Linked DNA regions of Sus scrofa: region 1 is linked to region 2. A link is a contact called in public Hi-C data. All regions are on one chromosome and are shown on one strand. Each heading gives the region's core, a stretch centred on a gene start, on an enhancer-like site or on the middle of the called end of the contact. The rest is flanking DNA. Distances are from core to core; before and after follow the strand shown.

Region 1 (3,075 bases), core at 90-2,589, 59 kb after region 2:
TGATTCCAGGTAGATCTACTCAGTGCCAATTCTAGGTAACACATGGTCACCGGGAGCCTACCGACTTGTTGGGGAAATAAGGTTTGAAACCAAGCAAATCAGCATGGGACTGGGAGTTCTCATTGTGGCTCAGTGGTTAACGAATCTGCCTAGGAACCAGGAGATTGCAGGTTCAATCCCTGGCCTTGTTCAGTGGGTTAAGGATCTGGCGTTGCCATGAGCTGTGGTGTAGGTCGAAGACTCAGCTCTGATCCCATGTGGCTGTGGCATAGGCCAGTGGCTACAGCTCCAATTGGACCCCTAGCCTGGGAACCTCCCTATGCCATGGTGCGGCCCTAGAAAAGCCAAAAAAAAAAAAAAAAAAAAAAAATCAGCATGGAACTAAATGCCCCAGATATTTGGTTTGAATCATGAATTGAGGAGGGCAGAGAGAAAGGGTGGTAGGGTTGCAGGGGAGTGTAGGTACTTTATGGTGATCAGTGGTTTCCCAGGTCCTGGAAAGAAGGGCAGAATTAGACATACAGAAGGGAATATGCAAGGCCTTCCAGGAAGAAGTGAGAAAAAACACGGTGTTTTGCAGCAAGCAGTGGTTCCGGGGCAGTGGAGAGAGAGGTAGAAAATGAATGTTGGGGGTGTTCCCATGGTGAGGCAGCAGAAACGAATCTGACTAGTATCCATGAGGATGCGGGTTCCACCCCTGGCCTTGCTCAGTGGGTAAGGATCTGGCGTTGCCATGAGCTGTGGTTCAGGTCACAGACGAGGCTCGGATCCTGTGTCACTGTGGCTGTGGCGTAGGCCGGCAGCTCTTGCTCTGATTCAACCCCTAGCCTGGAAACTTTCATATGCTGCTAGTGCAGCCCTTAAAAGAGGAAAAAAAAAAAAAAAAAAAAAAAAGAAAAGAAAATGAATATTGGCTTCATGTTTCTTCTGTGGATGTAGCTGGCATGTGGGCCCACACTGGCTATCCCAGGCCAGGTCTGAGAATCACTTTGGTAACCAAGAATGCATCAGAGAAGCCCGTGGGGGCTACCCTTACCTCTTCCTATGCCCTGCAAGTGGGCTCAGCTGGAGCCAAAGGCTCATCCAGACCCCACTTATCTTGCTCCAGCAGCAGAGGTAGCAAAGAGGCTGGAGAGGCAAAGCTGCTTGATTTCCAAGGCCTTCTGATCCAGCCAGGTGGAAGGCAGCCAGGCAGGCAGCAGCTGGTGACAGCCTGTCTTACTGCCTTAGATGGCAGGCAGCTAACTCAAAGGAAAAACTGGCAGAAAGGGGGTGGCAAGTCAGGGGACATGGGCCAGTGGAATTCTGAACAAGGTCAAAGTCCAATCTGGTACAGGGCTTGATTACCAATTTAAATCTTGTCTTTTCTCCCAGGATAGCTGCCCGCCCTGCAGAAGAGGCCAGGGCTGCCGCAAGGGGAATTTGCATTTAAAGGTTCCAAGTGCCAGGCACCCTGAGAAGGGCTGTAGCCTGGCTTGTGCATTCATCCTAACACCAGGAGGCCACACATTGAATGCACTCCTATTTTGTCCTTATTTGGACACCTGATTGCCTGGGGGAGGGAAAGAGACCCCAAACTCTTCTTATGTCTTCCAGTCTTGGGAAAGATCCTGGAAAGGGCAGAGTGGGAGGCCCTGGGGTCTGGAAGCTGATGATCACAAGTTTTTCTTAACTGGGGCTGGAAGGAAGTCTAAGGGAGTGGCGGTCCTTGGGCAGGGGGGATGTTCATGGGGCTAAACTGGACTGTGGTTTGGGGAGAGATGTGGAAGGTGGCCGATAGAATGAGTCAGAAACCTAGGTGGCCATGAGGGTCCAGCAGGTGGATTCTACAGCAGTGGTGGGTTAATCACGTTGAAAAAAGGCTCCTCTTTTTACCTCTCTTCTTGAGGCAGTTGGTTCTCAATCCTTTTCTTCTTCTGGGGGGCTTTCGGGAATATTTATGCATGATTACTAGAGCCCCAGAAATTCTGCTATAGCAAATCCATAACTCCCCTCCCTCCCATCAAACCCACCACCTCTGAGGGAAAGGGATGGAAAAGCCCTCCTCACTTCCGCATGCTGCAAACCCCCTTGGGTGGGTTTTTCTGTGACCCTTTTACCGTTCAGTCAATAAACACTTATTGCATCCCTAGGTGTTGATGAAAACATAGGCACACAGTTTAGAGGGGAGGGTGCCTTGGTGTTTGCTTGCAGCTGGACAGAACTGTCCGTGAGAAGAGAGAACACATGATGCAGTACGTTCATGATGTCAGTGTTCTCAGGGACAATGACCTTCTAGGGAGATTTGCTTGTTGGCTGCCTCAGAGGCAAAGCCTGTCGAAATCCTTTGGCTGCGTGTTGGGCCAGAACATTAGGTCGGTGTTACCCAACATCTTGTGCCTGGGAGATCCACATGTGTGCATACACACATACATATACACAAGCACGCACACATGCTGGAAACACTCGAAGGTACATTCTGTCCTGCAGCCAAGTTGATGGCCGTCAGGCTTGGCTGGCCCAGACTCCATCTGAGCATTCCTGGGACTCAGGAATGAACCGAGGTTTTGCTGTGTGCCTCAGGACTCCCCTCCACCCCAGGGCCCCAGTTCAGATCAGGAATTCTCAGTAGCTGTGGGTTCCCATTGCTCTGCTCGGCAATGCGGAGGAGGGGGTGATGTGACAGACATCCTCTGCTGTCTGACTCAGGAACAAGGAAGGAGCAAGGAAGGCTGGAGCTCATCTCTTCAAAAGCATACAGGCTTCCAGGTTCCGGGTCATGCTGGGGAGGCTGAGAGTTCCCATGGGCTTGGGGAGAGGAGTTACTTTGGGTTGGGCTCTAGCTAAGTGGGCCACAGATGATCTTTGCTGGGACACATTCCCCAAATTAAAAACCCAAACTTACTCGGCCCCATCTACTGCTCACTTTGGCAGAAGCTTGGGGGGTGTGTCAGGGCCCCAGTTCAGATCAGGAATTCTCAGTAGCTGTGGGTTCCCATAGCCCATGGTCTCTGGGTACCACCCAGGACACTATCATCACATCCAGCTGTCCTGTCCAGCCTTGCCGGTCTCTTTTTTTTTCACTCGGACCTTCTT
Region 2 (3,275 bases), core at 627-3,126:
GAATCTCACTTCTGACAAAGGCCTCCAAGACACACCCTTCACACTGTCAAATTTCTAGGGACTAAGATTTGAGTAACTCAGAACAGAGAATTGGAATTTTGACTCATAGGTTACTCATTGCCTCAACCATGGAAAAGATGGAGATGTAGTTCCCAAGGGCTCATATCTAGAGGTCAACAGGCTAAATCAAACCAAGAGCAGAAGAGAGAGATCTGGTGGTGGAGACTTGAAGCCTGTTCCCAGGACTCAGGTTTCCCTCTCTAAAATGGAAATGATATTTGACTTATGTTTGTATAATTTGCCAGTGGAGAAGGAGAGTAGTAAGAGGAAGGAAGTACACATTTTGGGGTGCCATTTACCATCCTATAAAGTGCATTGAGTTTTACACGCAAAAAGTGAAGCCAGCCTGCCTCTTAAAGAATTAGAGAACACAGGAGGGACAAAGGGTGCTTCGTTGGCAAATGGAGTAACACAGTAGTGAGGATAGGTCAGAACAGGACCTGCTCCTCCAGATGGTTTCCCCACACAGACCTTCCAGGCGGGGGCCCTGACACTAGGGGAGGAAGGGGCTCCGGGCTGCTCTGGCAGTTTTCCTCCCCAGGCAAGAACAGGACCAGTTTCCCAGCGACCGCGGGGTTACTTGCGGTCGAAGGTGCAGTCTTGCAGAACCAGGTCTAGCGAGAACCAGGCAGGAGTCCTTGGCGCTTTCAACCTCTCCCATCCCCTCGGCATTCCCCGAGGGCTGTTGAGACGCAACCGCCCCCAAGTGGTCCCAGCGGAAGACTGGCAAGCGCCCCGGGCTCAATCCAGGCTCCCCTGCGTCAGGTGCTGAATCCGGCTCGCAGCCCTCGGTCTCGGGGTCCCTCGGGCGGAGTTGGAGCCAGCACTAGGGGGCAGGAGCAGGGACGCGCGTATCATTACAGGAAGGAGAGGAGGAAAAAAAAAGAGGAGGGAGAAGACGCTGCTGCTTAATTCCACTCAATAGGTCGACACTTGGCGCTGGTTACCGGTCTGAGACCCCCACGCTTGGCTCACTATTCCTTTGAGGAATGTCCCCGGCATCCCTCTAGTCCTGCACCCCCAGGTAAGAGAGCGCTTACCACGTGGCAGGCGCAGCACTAAGCGCTGTCCCAGAGTAGGTCTTTTAATTTTTCCCCAAATTCCTAAGCGGCAGGAACTGTTACCATCCGCGTTCTGGGAAGGAAGGAATGGTCTTGGAGAAGTTGGACGGCTAGTCACTAGTTGCAGCTAGTGGCGGAGCGAGGACTGACCGAGAAGGATCTGAGCGATCCTGATGCCCAGACCACAGCCCATAGCAACTCAGCTCTGCCTAGTTATTGTCCGATCACGACGTCTGCACCTGTCGTGGGCCTCGCAGAGCAGGAAGGCAGGAGGAAAGGGAAAAAAGAAGGACCACAGGGGGACCAGGTGGCTTTCGTCCATCTGGACCCTTGGCCCTGGGCGAGGAGAGATCAGTTCCGGCGCGGGGTTGGCTTTGCGCCTGGGAGAGGATAACCTTCCTTCTCCAGGAATCGCGAGCGCGGCGGGAGCAGCGGTTTGGGGTAATGATCCCCCTTGGGCAGCAGGGTCGAGGGGAGAATCTAGGGTCCGGGAGTGGACACCAGGAAAAAGTGTGGTGGCAGGAGCCCGGCTGCTGGCGGAGTTGCCGGGGGAGAAAGCAAGGCAGCGCGTGCGGAGAGTCCACGCGGTGGGTGTGTGGCGCTTTCATTCAAACTTTGGGGAGTCTTTGGTTCGGACGTCAGCGAAGGTGTGACCAATCAGAGTCCAGGGACGGGAATAAATTATGCAAATCACCATCTGGCGATGGGTCAGATGACTCCAATACTTTAAAAAACTACCTCGCCGGGCAGCTCGCGCGGTGGCAGCTCGCGCGGTGTGACAGTGGCAAGCCCAGGCTTCCCGGGCGGGAGGCACAGGGAAGGGCAGATCTGGTTCTGGTTCAAGCCCTTTCACACTCACTCCACCACCCCGCTGCTCAGTTTAGCCAAGTTTTCATTTTTCACCTTCTCCACCTTCAGCTGTCTAAGGCCACCACTGTCTGATCCCACTTAGGGTCTTAAGGGCTCGGACTGCTGGAAACTTCGAGAGGTGGTTTTTTTCTTTTTGTTTGTTTGTTTGGTTTGTTTTTTTATCTTTTTAAAAGTCTCATTTTGGGGAAGGGGGTGCTGTGGGGAAGGATGCGAAACTCAGTTCCTCTGCTCTGCCTCTGGAGTTTCTATTGCTGTTTTGCGGCGGAAGGCCCCGCACTCCCTGGTCCAGAGGGAAGGTTGCAAGGTAACGTGCACTTATTTTTATTACCACCCCAAAAACTTCTTTCCTGCGCCAAGTCCCCTCTGTCTCGCCCACCCTTCTTCAGTCTTTCCTCCATCCTGTGCCATCCTTCTTCCTTTCCTCCTGCACTGTCCATTTGCTCTTCCTAATTGGTCTTGCAGTTCACTTGTTCCTCAGCACCTCTGACCAGGGCATCCCCAGCCGGGCATCCAAAAGGCCACAGGCTGGTGGGTGCGCTCTCCAGCGCTCACTCTCGCCCCACCCCCTTGCCGTTATGTGGTTCCCTTATCGGTGCTGTCCAGTCAGCAGAGTTGGCTGCCAGCAGCTATTTCACCTTGTCCTTCTCTTTGAACCTGGGGTTTTTCGGGGTCAGAAGGCTGTTAGAAAGAGCGCTGTCATCTGTTGCCCCTCCTTCTAAATCTCAGCATAGGTGTTTTGAAAGGTAAGGTATTAGGGTAGCTGGCTCTGGTTTGATGAATGCTTACCGGGAGCATTTGGTGAGTAATTTGTGCAGAGAAGCTGCTGGGCTTCTTCCCCAGGGTGCTAGCCTTCCCCCAACGCTCTTTCTAGCCCTTGCTCTTCCTCTTTCTACTTCTTTTCCTAGCTGCCAGCTTTTCTTCAGAGTTCTACATGACAGTCTTTTCTATTGAAGGAAGCCTACCCTGGAGGAGTGAGTGTAGGTCACTCAGCGGGAGTACCAAGTAGTTAAGCAGAGGAGAGTGGGGGAATCCCTGAACCATACCCCGTTATTTCATCGTCTACTTTTCTGCTGAGGTTGGGTCAAATGATGTTGATCCATGTCAGCTTATGTGCGTGTGTGTTTGGGGGGATTTAATTTGAATGAATGAAAAAAAACTTGCTGCACTTCACATGTTCTTAACTCTAGTGCAGGTGAACAGGGTAGCTCTCCTGCAAAATGCTAACATTCCTTCCAGCTTCTGTGTTCCGCTATTCTGAGTATTTGGGGGGGGCAATTTCATTCA

The links. A called contact is a pair of places that touch in the nucleus more often than the background predicts.
Region 1: a Hi-C map of liver shows a contact between it and region 2, with 6 times the contacts expected there. The contact joins the enhancer-like site here to the promoter of LIPG in region 2. A contact is called at or near these places in 1 of 5 promoter capture datasets (liver), 7 of 47 Hi-C or Micro-C datasets (embryonic fibroblasts, liver, mesenteric adipose tissue and 1 more) and 1 of 2 datasets of contacts at active chromatin or transcription factors (skeletal muscle).

What each region holds. Positions count from the first base shown.
Region 1 is chr1:99,139,587-99,142,661 of Sscrofa11.1, forward strand. No RefSeq gene overlaps it. Among named protein-coding and RNA genes, the nearest start is that of LIPG, 59 kb to the left of the region's middle. Within about 2 kb of position 1,340, at least 25 of the 83 cell types and tissues checked have an H3K27ac peak or open chromatin away from gene starts, as enhancers often do. A contact at or near this core is called in liver, mesenteric adipose tissue and skeletal muscle, where this site is marked.
Region 2 is chr1:99,080,064-99,083,338 of Sscrofa11.1, forward strand. It overlaps LIPG (lipase G, endothelial type), which reads left to right and starts at 1,877. Exons shown (of 10, transcript NM_001243029.1): 1 at 1,877-2,295. The coding sequence starts at 2,199.